3 separate regions of the Mus musculus genome follow, and regions 1 and 3 are each linked to region 2. The links are chromatin contacts, called in public promoter capture Hi-C maps. All regions are on one chromosome and are shown on one strand. The core of a region is the stretch at or near the end of the contact, and the rest is flanking DNA. Distances in the headings are between cores, read along the strand shown. Region 1 holds the start of Gng2 (guanine nucleotide binding protein (G protein), gamma 2). Region 2 holds the start of Chchd1 (coiled-coil-helix-coiled-coil-helix domain containing 1). Region 3 holds the start of Kcnk5 (potassium channel, subfamily K, member 5).

Evidence for each region. Promoter capture Hi-C pulls out the DNA fragments that hold promoters and counts their contacts.
Region 1: a promoter capture Hi-C map of pre-B cells shows a contact between it and region 2, with 2.3 times the contacts expected there. The contact joins the promoter of Gng2 here to the promoter of Chchd1 in region 2. A contact is called at or near these places in 1 of 39 promoter capture datasets (pre-B cells) and 1 of 115 datasets of contacts at active chromatin or transcription factors (effector CD8 T cells).
Region 3: a contact with region 2 is called in a promoter capture Hi-C map of fetal liver, with 4 times the contacts expected there. The contact joins the promoter of Kcnk5 here to the promoter of Chchd1 in region 2. A contact is called at or near these places in 3 of 39 promoter capture datasets (fetal liver, liver and pre-B cells) and 1 of 115 datasets of contacts at active chromatin or transcription factors (effector CD8 T cells).

Annotation. Positions count from the first base shown.
Region 1 is chr14:19,975,625-19,979,044 of GRCm38.p6, reverse strand. Gng2 (guanine nucleotide binding protein (G protein), gamma 2) reads left to right here and starts at 1,796. Exons shown (of 4, transcript NM_010315.4): 1 at 1,796-2,087.
Region 2 is chr14:20,701,494-20,704,942 of GRCm38.p6, reverse strand. It overlaps Chchd1 (coiled-coil-helix-coiled-coil-helix domain containing 1), which reads right to left and starts at 1,916. Exons shown (of 3, transcript NM_025366.3): 1 at 1,746-1,916; 2 at 1,535-1,653; 3 at 518-822. The coding sequence starts at 1,869. The coding sequence ends at 709. It overlaps 6230400D17Rik (RIKEN cDNA 6230400D17 gene), which reads left to right and starts at 1,844. Exons shown (of 1, transcript NR_029446.1): 1 at 1,844-2,931. It overlaps Gm25328 (a small nuclear RNA gene), which reads right to left and starts at 3,420; the gene lies at 3,314-3,420.
Region 3 is chr14:20,180,460-20,183,908 of GRCm38.p6, reverse strand. Kcnk5 (potassium channel, subfamily K, member 5) reads left to right here and starts at 2,127. Exons shown (of 5, transcript NM_021542.4): 1 at 2,127-2,642. The coding sequence starts at 2,457.

The DNA of each region.
Region 1 (3,420 bases), core at 547-3,046, 730 kb after region 2:
CTTAGCTGGATTAAAAGTAAAGATTTAAAATTTGGTTTAAAATTGACCAAAGTCTTGTTTTTATAATTTCCCCAAACTTTTGAGACCTCCCCCCCCCCTTAGGCTTAGCATTACACACACACACACTATTTTATATATATGTATGTATATATACTTTATGTTGGACATTTCTGGTCTCTTACAATAAAAAAAGATTTCTGAGAAACTTCATGGAACTTGAAATCAAAACAAAAGGAATCTTGGGATTGTTTGAGAACACTCACTGAGAGTAACTTTTGCGCCTGCCAGAATGACATTCGGTAGTCCCCAGGGTGTGCGAGGAAGGCACAGCTGATGAGCCTGCATCAATCTAGATTTTCCTGTCAGATTCCCTCCTGGTGAGTGAAGGTAGGACAGGGCCTTCAAAATACAGTAGCAGATTGCTTCTAATGCTTGAGAAGGTTAGCTTTCTAGGCCTGGCTTCTGAGAGAGGATGGATTTATTTATTAATTACATTTGAGACAGGGTCTCACCATGTAACTCAGAGGAGCTTTGAGCTCAAAGTGATTCTGTTGTCTCAGGCTACAGTACTGAAACTGCAGCTATGACTACCATGCATCACCTCCCTTCAGGAGCAAGGATTCCCTCCTCGCTGCCCTGCTGGTGTTTAAAATGTACCTTCCCCCAAAGTGCTTCCTTAATCCAGAGAAAGAATAACTCAAACCTGGGGTAAATTGTTGCCACAAGCATCAGGGCTCAGCTGTGAACATAACTGGGGGAAGCCAGGGGAACAAACACTGGTGTCCGACCGGCTGTTGACTGTCCGAGCCACTTGTCACCTGAGTTTCAGTCTCTTGTAAATAATAACCGATAGTATGTAATTGAGTATTTTCTCTGCTCTGGGAACTATTTGAAGCACCACGTATCTGTCTGGTCTTACTTCCTTCTCAGATTTTTCCACTGTGAAATATGGTATGATTTTTGCAAGTGGGGAAACTGAGGCATATAGACATTAAGTCATTTGTCTAAGTTTACAGGCAGGAATGACAGCTCAGATTTTAACTCTGGAGGACAGACTGACAATGGTTCTCTTTATTCATGACACTATCCTATTGTCTGAAACAAAGGGCAAAAGAGGCCCCTCAGCCCTACCAATATTAGGTGGGTGGTAGAGGAGGGGATCTATGGCTGGACTGGGAATCCGGGCCACTCAGACCACACCCCTCCCTTCATTCACACTCTCCTCGGACTGTTCTCACTGCTAGATCTACCTCAGCATTGCAGGACTTGGCTTAGCTCACACGTCCCAGAAGTCCTGCGGGTGCCATTATTTTCTAAGCATATGGGTTAAATAAAATCTCAGTGGTAGGGAGACCTTGGGGGAATGAAGCTCCGGAAAGGTTGGCTGGCCACAGAGGAAAAACTCGGCAGCAAGAGGCTGCAAGCTGCTTGGGAATGCAGATAGGCCGTAAATTAGAAGGCGCTGCTGGCTGGCCCCGGATCTCAGGACCAGAGTCTACGCCGGCCCAATAAATACAGTAGCTTCAGTTCAGAATGAGAAAGCAGTTTGGGTGTTGAGGAAACCCACTGAGGCACTGTGTGGACACTGTTGGGAGATGAGCGCTGGGAGATAAGAAAAGGACTGAGAAGACAGTGCAGTGGGGATGGAAGGGCGCTGGAAAAAAGGGGTCCAGGGGATTAGAGCCAAATTAGCATCAGCAGCAGACAAAGCCACTTAGAGGAAGCCCTGAAGTGGTGGGAGAAGCAAACGAGAAAGCTGGCTTGCTACCCGATACTAAGAGAGGAGGAAGTGGGAGATGAGCTGCTTCCTGTAGGAATGAGGATTGAAGACAAAGCTGGGTGGGGACTCAGGCTTGGGCTTCAGGGGCTGCTATACAGACAGACACACGACGCCTCTCGGTGGGCAACTCCTACTACGGCTGGGCTGGGCTGGGCAGGGCTTCGCTGCGCTGGGCTGGGCTGACTGGGCTGGGCTGGGCTGGGCTGGGCTGGGCTGGGCTGGGCTTGGGCTGGGCGGGCCGACCTCACCACCCATCTGCTCCGCCAGGGGAAGCTGCTCTCTAACCAAGCCTCCGGAGCCAAGCAAGGTAAAGGACACGTTTTCCATGTAGCTCCTTTTGAATTGAGATGAAGTGACCATGCTTGTGGGTTTTGGGGTGGATTTCTTAGGGAAGCGAGGAACATTGATTCAGGCTTGGGGGAAATGATTAAGATGGGATTTTAATTTTTTTTTTTTTTTTCGAGAACGATGGTCAGATTTGTGACACATTTTGTTCAGGGTGTGGGGAACCACCCTCAGTGTTTAGGAAAACAAGCTGAATGTAAGAAGTGGTTTGTTTAGCTGGCTCAGCAGACCGACAGGGCTGAGTTGCAGTCAGCTGGGGTGCGAAGCTGCAGTCTGGGCACCCGAGCGTGGCAGACCCTTGTTTTGGGGTGTAAGTGGTGAAAGATGTTAAGCACACTCATATACGTATGTATTTCGGTGAGCCGTCTCTTTGCAACATTATGGCTGTGGTTTGGCTGTGAGGATGTTGGGTTCTTTTGTACATAGATTTTTACCAACAAAGGCTCGCATTTCGAGAGCGAGGGGCCAGTATTTACCTCTAAGGAACTAGTGTCTTCCTCTCCTTGCTGCTACCATTTGTTAGTAGGTCTTACCCTAAAGTTGCATCCTTATTTAAAGGACCATGGCCGGCCTATAACTTGCTGAAAATCGGATACCGGTGTGTAAATGGATTTTATGCCTGTATGAATTTTATCCATCTCTAGATCAAAACGATTGTTAATTCTAGACAGAGATAATATCGAAGTGAGCTGGTTTGTTTCCTTGTCTGTGTATGCTGTACACTGAGTTAATACAATCAGAACACAGTTTTTATTCTGTAAATTTTCTTAAGCACTGGATGCTGATAATGAGTCTGGGATAGTAACTGGTTTGCGTTTATGAGTGATATATATAAAAGTACAATAAAGAGGTCTAACAGGCTTGAACTGAGATTATGGGCTTTTTTGGCAGAACATGTAGGATAAACAGTTTAATAAACTGTGTCATAATTTTTAAAAAATCTTCAACAAAAGTGTAGTTAAGCATAAGAAAGCATTGATTAAAATGATTTTTACTTTTTTATATACAATAAAAGGAGATAGTTTTTCAAAGCAAAGAAAGAGCTTCGTGTGGTAGAATGAAAACAATAAAATGGCATGTTTGAATACTCATGAATTATTAAAATACAAGTTTCTTTTTTTAAGGTCCAAATAATACCAGTGGAGAAAATATGTACTTTTGTGATAAAACCATTGTCAGTTGAAGAAGCCACACAATTGAGATTCAGTTTTGTTTTGTCACCTTTATGAAATTCATTTAGCTTCTCAGAATTTGTCGAGTAGCGGTGCATTTTCTGAGACAGGAAGCTTTCATGG
Region 2 (3,449 bases), core at 667-3,166:
TGAATACAGCTGATGGCAAAAAGGCTCTGCATACACAGACTTCATTGCTACTTATGTATCTAAAAGCCAAAGGACTAAATGATGTAAAGGACTTGAAAGGCAACAAAAGACATTCAGACTTGCTCATCAAAAGCATATTTGGACTGGGCAGTGGTGGCGCATGCCTTTAATCCCAGCACTTGGGAGAAAGAGGCAGGCGATCTCGGAGTTTGCGACTGGCCTGGTCTACAGAGTGAGTTACAGGACAGCCAGGAATACACAGAGAAACTCTCTTTCAAAAAAGAAAAAGAAAAAAAACAAAAAAAAAACAAAAACAAAACAAAAGAAAGGAAATGAAGAGCATCCCAGGAATAAAGAACTTCCAGGGTTTGGGGAGATTATAGAGCCCAAGAAAGGACGTGCTCAGGTTGGCTCAGAGGTTGGGTGCTTGCCCAGTGAAGGGAAAGGCAGAGATATTCCTCTTCAGGATGGGGCTGGAGGTGTGAGGAGAAGCAGCTAATTAGAAGAAATGGCCAACTTCTTTTTAGAGGATTTTATTTCAAGACAGCATCCAGAATACGATTCATTCAAAAGAGCAAAATTAAGTATTTTGCCTCATTTTACCCTTCAAAAACTCGTAGCAATGCAAATGCAAACCGCAAACCTCCCAAACGTGCCTCTCTGTATAGCTTTTGGAAATGAGAGTTCATTGAAAATATTTCTCCATTTTCAGATGAGATGAGATTTGTTGGGAAATCTCTGTAACAACTTGGTCATCTTGTGGGGAGATAAACTCTCGGACTGTCCCAGAGACTCCTGGATTGATCTCATCTTCCTGGCTTCCTGAAAACACAACAGAAAACAGAAAACAAAAAACAAAGTCACAGTTCTTTAGCTTATTCTGACCTAGACCCATAATTTTTATAATATTCCAAACCCCAAGAGACCCTGCCTCAAGGAATAAAGTGGAAGAGGAATGGAGGAAAATTCCAGACGTTTACCTCAGGCCACCACACAGCACTGGTGCCCACAGATGTGTCCCTGCATTTTCAAGCACGCAAGCACTTACACACATACACACACACACACACACACACACACCCCAAACAAACAAACAAAAAACCCAAAGGAACAAAAAGGGGATTTAAAGGGATTGGGGATGTACAAATGATTGTTATCATCTCAAACTACTATTCTGGCTAGCAAATTAGTGAAGATCAACCTATGACAAAACTTAGCTTTTTCTCACTTTGGTGAGGGTGAGCCAGTCACAGATGAATGGGAGACTCTGTACATAATTTAACACAGGGCGGTGTGAACCATTTCTTTGCGTTTGGTTTTTTTTTTTTGGTTTTTCGAGACAGGGTTTCTCTGTGTAGCCCTGGCTGTCCTGGCACTCACTTTGTAGACCAGGCTGGCCTCGAACTCAGAAATCCACCTGCCTCTGCCTCCCAAGTGCTGGGATTAAAGGCGTGCGCCACCACGCCCGGCTTGAACCATTTCTTTGTATTCCCCTTTCTTTTCCCAAGAAGGCACGCTAGGAGCCAGACATCACCTGAGCCCTGGAAGAACAATCGAAGAAGTCCTGGATCTCTTTCCTGCACGCCTCGTCGCGGAATTCATTCTGCTTCCAGCAAGCCATCATCATCGACATCTCCGTGATACAGGTTGCCTCTGGAGGGGAAGAACTGGGAGACCTTCAGCCACAGGGCGACCTAACACCTCTCCCCCGAGATTACCTAGCCGCCCCCGCTCCAAGTGCTCACCTCCCTTTTCTCTACGTCGGTTCCCGACGCGGTTAGCTAAGATAAGAGGCTTGTTGGGTTTCAGTATAGGTTTTCCCGGGTTCGCAAACCGCGCCAGGCGGCCGCGTAGACTGGGCGTCGCCATTTTGCACAGCGTTCCCAGTAGGCTCCGCGGCGCCGTGCGTGACCCCTCTTGACCTCTACGCGCTTGGCGTGCGGACAACGGGCAGCTGTGCGCGCACTTTCCGGGTCTTGGCCTCACGGTGACACTGGATTCGAACCCCGTCGGGCCGGCAGCCGACAGCAGGTTAGGATGCTATAGGTTGTGCGCGCCCTTTGCGTGCTCGGGACCCGGCAGGATTCAGGGGCCCCGTGTCCGCGGCTGCCACTTATTTGTGAGTCGGTGTCTGCGTGTGGGCACCACGTGAGTGCCGCGTCCGTGGCGGCCAGGGGAAGGCGTTGGATCCCGTGGGGCTGGAGTTAAGGATTTTGGATTGCAAAGGACTTTTGTTTTAACAAGTCTGTGAGAATGATGATTCCTTTTGCCAGGCGGTGGTGACGCTCGCCTTTAAATCCCGGCACTGGGGAGGTGGGGAGGCGGGGAGGCGGGGAGGCAGGCGGATCTGAGTTTGAGGCCAGCCTGGTCTCCAGGACTGCCAGGGCTACACAGAGAAACTCTGTAGCAGAAAAACCAAAATAATAAAATGGTTGCTTTTTACAACTCTTACATGGACTGCTAGGTAGATACTGTTTACTCGTTTGGAATGATCGCACAGTAGGGTGAACGTTGTAACATTTACGTGTGACATACACAACATTTAATATTAGAGCAACTATATCACTTCTTTTTATAGACCTCCAGTTGTGATTTGTTGGACTTGAGTGTTTGACTTAACTGTTTACAAAACCGAATCAAAAGATGTGCTATATATAGATTCTTTGGTATTTGCAAATGAATTCAAGACATTTCTGCTAATGGAAGCGGAATCCAGCAGTCCTGTAGTTTATATGATGTCTACTTTAGAGCAAGGTATATTTGCTGACATTTTTTACCTCAGATGTTTGGAATTCTCCCTTGATAGCCTACGTGGATGCCTTTCTTCCGGAGTCACATAGCTAATTCAGGAGGGAAATTCCAGGAATGGGCCTGACCAAAAAGTCCATCTTTTGGTCAGTATTTAGTATCTAATAAAGCTTGCTTTAAATTTAGCCCAAAATGGTGGACTTCGTTTTTCTGGCGAATCCCAAGATTAACACTGGGTTCACATCAGAGGGGTTTTCCCTCTCTTACCACACCCTACCGGCAGCCATCAAGGCACCTTTTTTATTGTCACACACATTTATATTGTTTGTGACCTTATGTACCCCAACATCTACTTTGAAATCTTAGCTAGCTCAGGGTCTGGAGAGGTAGCTCCGTGCTTAAAGAGTGTTTTTAGCTCTTCCAGAGGACTGTTTGGTTTCCAGCATCCACGTTGCAGGGCTCATAATTACTTCTACCAACACCTCGAACGCACACATGGGTAAATTTCTTTTCTTTCCCAAACTTTAATTTGCATTTGCTAACAAATCTTTTTTATCCACTTTACAAAACTATGGAACACTTCACGAATTTGCGTGTCATCCTTGTGCAAGGGCCATGCTAATCTTCTCTGTATCGTCCCCGTTTTAGTATATAGGCTGCCAAAGCGAGCACGGAAAAATATTTTTAAATATCTCTTAAAT
Region 3 (3,449 bases), core at 878-3,377, 520 kb after region 2:
TCAGTGTGTTTTGTGAGGCAGTGAAGTGGAAATAAGGGGAGAGAGGCCCCTTTCCTTCCCAGGAAGAGTTCAGCTGCCAGGGAAGTGAAATGGCAGAGAATTTTCAGGAGAATCATGTGATCGATCGCCTAACCGCTGCTTTCCACATGTTGATTGAAGTGTTCACACCCCATGCAGCCCCCGACCTTATAACTAGGGGGGTGAGCTCCAGCCATGAAAAGGTCTGGGCATGCTTGGGACAGAAGTCTGGTGGCCCCCACAGCCAGTTGAAGGCTGTGAGATTGGGGTTCAGACCACATCGGGAATATTGGAGAGAGAAGGTGTTACAGAAAGGTAGAGAAAAATCTGTTTAGGGCAGGCAACGAGGCCTGCTGCTGTGTAGTGGAAAAGCATCATCCTGCGGCCTGGCCCAGGGCAAGCCTTGTATGGAAGTACCCTGAGGAAGGAAGCAGGCACTGGGACACAAAGTTAGAAAGCCTGAATTTTCATATATACATATATTATGTGTGTGTGTGTGTGCTCACAGAGCTCAGAAGAGGCATTGGATACTCTGGAACTGGAGTTACAGGGAAAATGAGACTCTGTCCTCTGTAATAGCTGTCAGTCTCTCTCTGTTTTTTTTTTTTTTTTTTTTTTTGGTTTTTCGAGACAGGGCTGTCAGTCTCTTAACTGACAAGCCATCTCTCCTGCCCTAGAAACCTGAGTTTTCTCGGTTTCCTGCTCAGACTTCTCCCTCAGGGCATGTTCACAATCTTCAAACAAGAGCTACAAACAATTGAAGGCCAGAGGTGGTGGCCATGTCTTTAATTCCAGCACTTGGGAAGTGTAGGGAGTGGATCTTTGTGAGTTCAAAGTCAGCTTGGTTTACATAGCGAGGTCCAGGATAACCAGAGCTACACAGGGAGACCCTATCTAAATGATTGACTGATCAGCAGTGTGGAGCCATCCTTAGCTCTGCAGATGCAGCAAGATTTCAAGAGCCACAGACAACCTTCTTGCAACTCTCGGCCTGTGACGATTAATCACCCACAGAAGGAAAAGGCCCTGGGGAGGGGGTAGTGCCAGGGACTCTGGCCTCTGTTGCATCTGCTGCCACAGAGGTCAGGGGCAGGCTGTGGCTCTGGCACACAAGTCAGCACCCCTGACTTGAGACAGTGGAGGCTGCCCAAATGGCTCTGCCTAGCTTCCATTTCTTTCCTGGAAAGTAGATCTAACGACAAACCCCCGATTACGATACAAAAACATGTCGTCTGCCCAGGGTTTATAAATGCTCAGAGAAGCAAGCAGAGTGAGGAGTAACTCAGACGAGTTTTGACAGATGTATTCACATCTTCTGCCTATTATCAAGTATTTGTTTATTTTTGAGAGAAGGTTTTACTGTGTAGCCTGGCTGGCCTAGAACTCCCTATGTAGACAAAGTTGGTATACCTCTCTAGTTGGGACTAAATGTGCACACTACCACCACACCTGGTCTGAGTGTTTATCGCTATTAACAGGCCTGTGGATAAATGCATCACCGAGTGGAAAGCATTTCTAGTCTCTCCAGTAGATATTCCAGCTGGGGTGGGTAAGGGGGAAGTGGTGTTGTAATTTTAAGCAGGCTTGGGAGTAAGGAAGAGGTCCTTGTAATGTGGGTGTGGCTGTCTGTCGCCTCTCTCAGAAGTGTCGCGAACACAGATGACCTGGGATGGGTTCTTCACCCATTTGTGGTTGGGATTAATTCCCAGTAATCCTAATTCAGATCCAATCTCCTTACTCGGGTCAGATAAGTAAGTGTGTGAGCCCCAGGAATAATTGGGGAAACATCTGGATGTGATAGTAACACTGGCAATGTATTTCTGACCTCAGCAGTAAGGTGCATGACCGTTTTAGCGAATTATATCGATTTCTAATACGCAACTGGAGTCCCGCAGACCGCAAATCCCGCGACTGTGTGGCTCCTGGAAGTCTGGTGGGGCCATGAAGCCTTGGCCTGGAGCTTGGAGAACCCGGTGTTTGGTGTAATGACTTCAGGCGCGCTGGGCGGGGCCAGGGGCGGGTTCCGAATGGACTCCACCCCTTTCAGGGTCTGGCGCGAGCGGGCGGGCTGAGAGCTGCTTAAAGAGCCCTGCGGAGGCGCGCTGGGCGTACTGTCGCGCGCGCAGAGGCGGCACACGTGTCTGCTGGTGTGGGTCCTGAGTTTCACCCTACCCTTCAGGATCGAGAGATTGGGGTGGCCCCAACCCCCTTTTGATGTGCGCTCACCCTGGCCTGTGAGAACGTGATCCACGCAGTTCCCCGCGTTCAGGGAGCCAACTTGGCCAAGCAACTGTCCCGGGAGCGGCGCGCGGGGGTACCGGGCACTGCGCATGCGGAGCTCCAAATTCAAACAGCTGTGTCCAGGGCTGCAGGACGAGTGAACCCGGAGCTGCTGGAATTAGGGGACTCTTTCTCCAGGAGGTGGCCATTCCAGAGTCATGGTGGACCGGGGTCCTTTACTCACCTCGGCCATCATATTCTACCTGGCCATCGGGGCAGCGATCTTCGAAGTGCTGGAGGAGCCACACTGGAAGGAGGCCAAGAAAAACTACTATACACAGAAACTGCATCTACTCAAGGAGTTTCCGTGCCTGAGTCAGGAGGGACTGGACAAGATCCTACAGGTGAGCCGTCGGTCGCCAGAATCCTCCACATGCATCTGAAGCTGTTGGGACTATAGCGGTATTGAAGGGGATACTCCCTCCTACAGTTTAAGACGACCCCCCACCCCCCAGTCCCAACCAGAAGTCCCTGGGTGGCGGGAGAAAATGCCTCATCAGGTGTCAGGTCGCAAAGATCTGTGTCTTTCGTCTAGGGACAGGGAGATTCCCCCACGCGCGCAGACTTGGTCAGTACCTAGTAAGTTCCGAGAGAACTTGGGGTTGACTCCAGGATGAACTGGGCCCCGCGGTGGCTTAGTGTGGGTGTGCGGGTGCCTCCCTCTTTGGAGGGAGGCTGTGGGGCGGATAAAGGAGTTTATCTTTCCTTGGAGACGCTCCCGGAGTCCGGGAGCAGAGCCGGGTGCCACCCCTCGCGTCACCACCTCCCGCTCCAGGGCCGTTGCCGCGCCCGCTCGACCTTTCTAAACTTGAATACAGCAGAGGGCCCCCAGACCTGGTGTGAGCAAAAACACACCCGCCAGTTGCTGCACTTTGAGTGGGGCAGGGAGCTCGGACATATCCTAAGTGCCTCGGAGGAAGGTCTGTGGCTGGAATGTTCGGGACGGTCCCAGGCTTCCATGAAGTCTTAGCAAGCTGAGCCATCCCTCAAGGACTCGGAATTAAGCTTTGTCAAAACAGCAGGTTGCACAAACGAACACCCAAATTCAGGTAGTGCCCTTTTAGGGAGCGAGGATAGTGTGGGTGAGGGGATGTTTCCCTGATGTTAGCTTGTGGAGTCACTTATCTGAGAATGCACACACCCAGTAGACC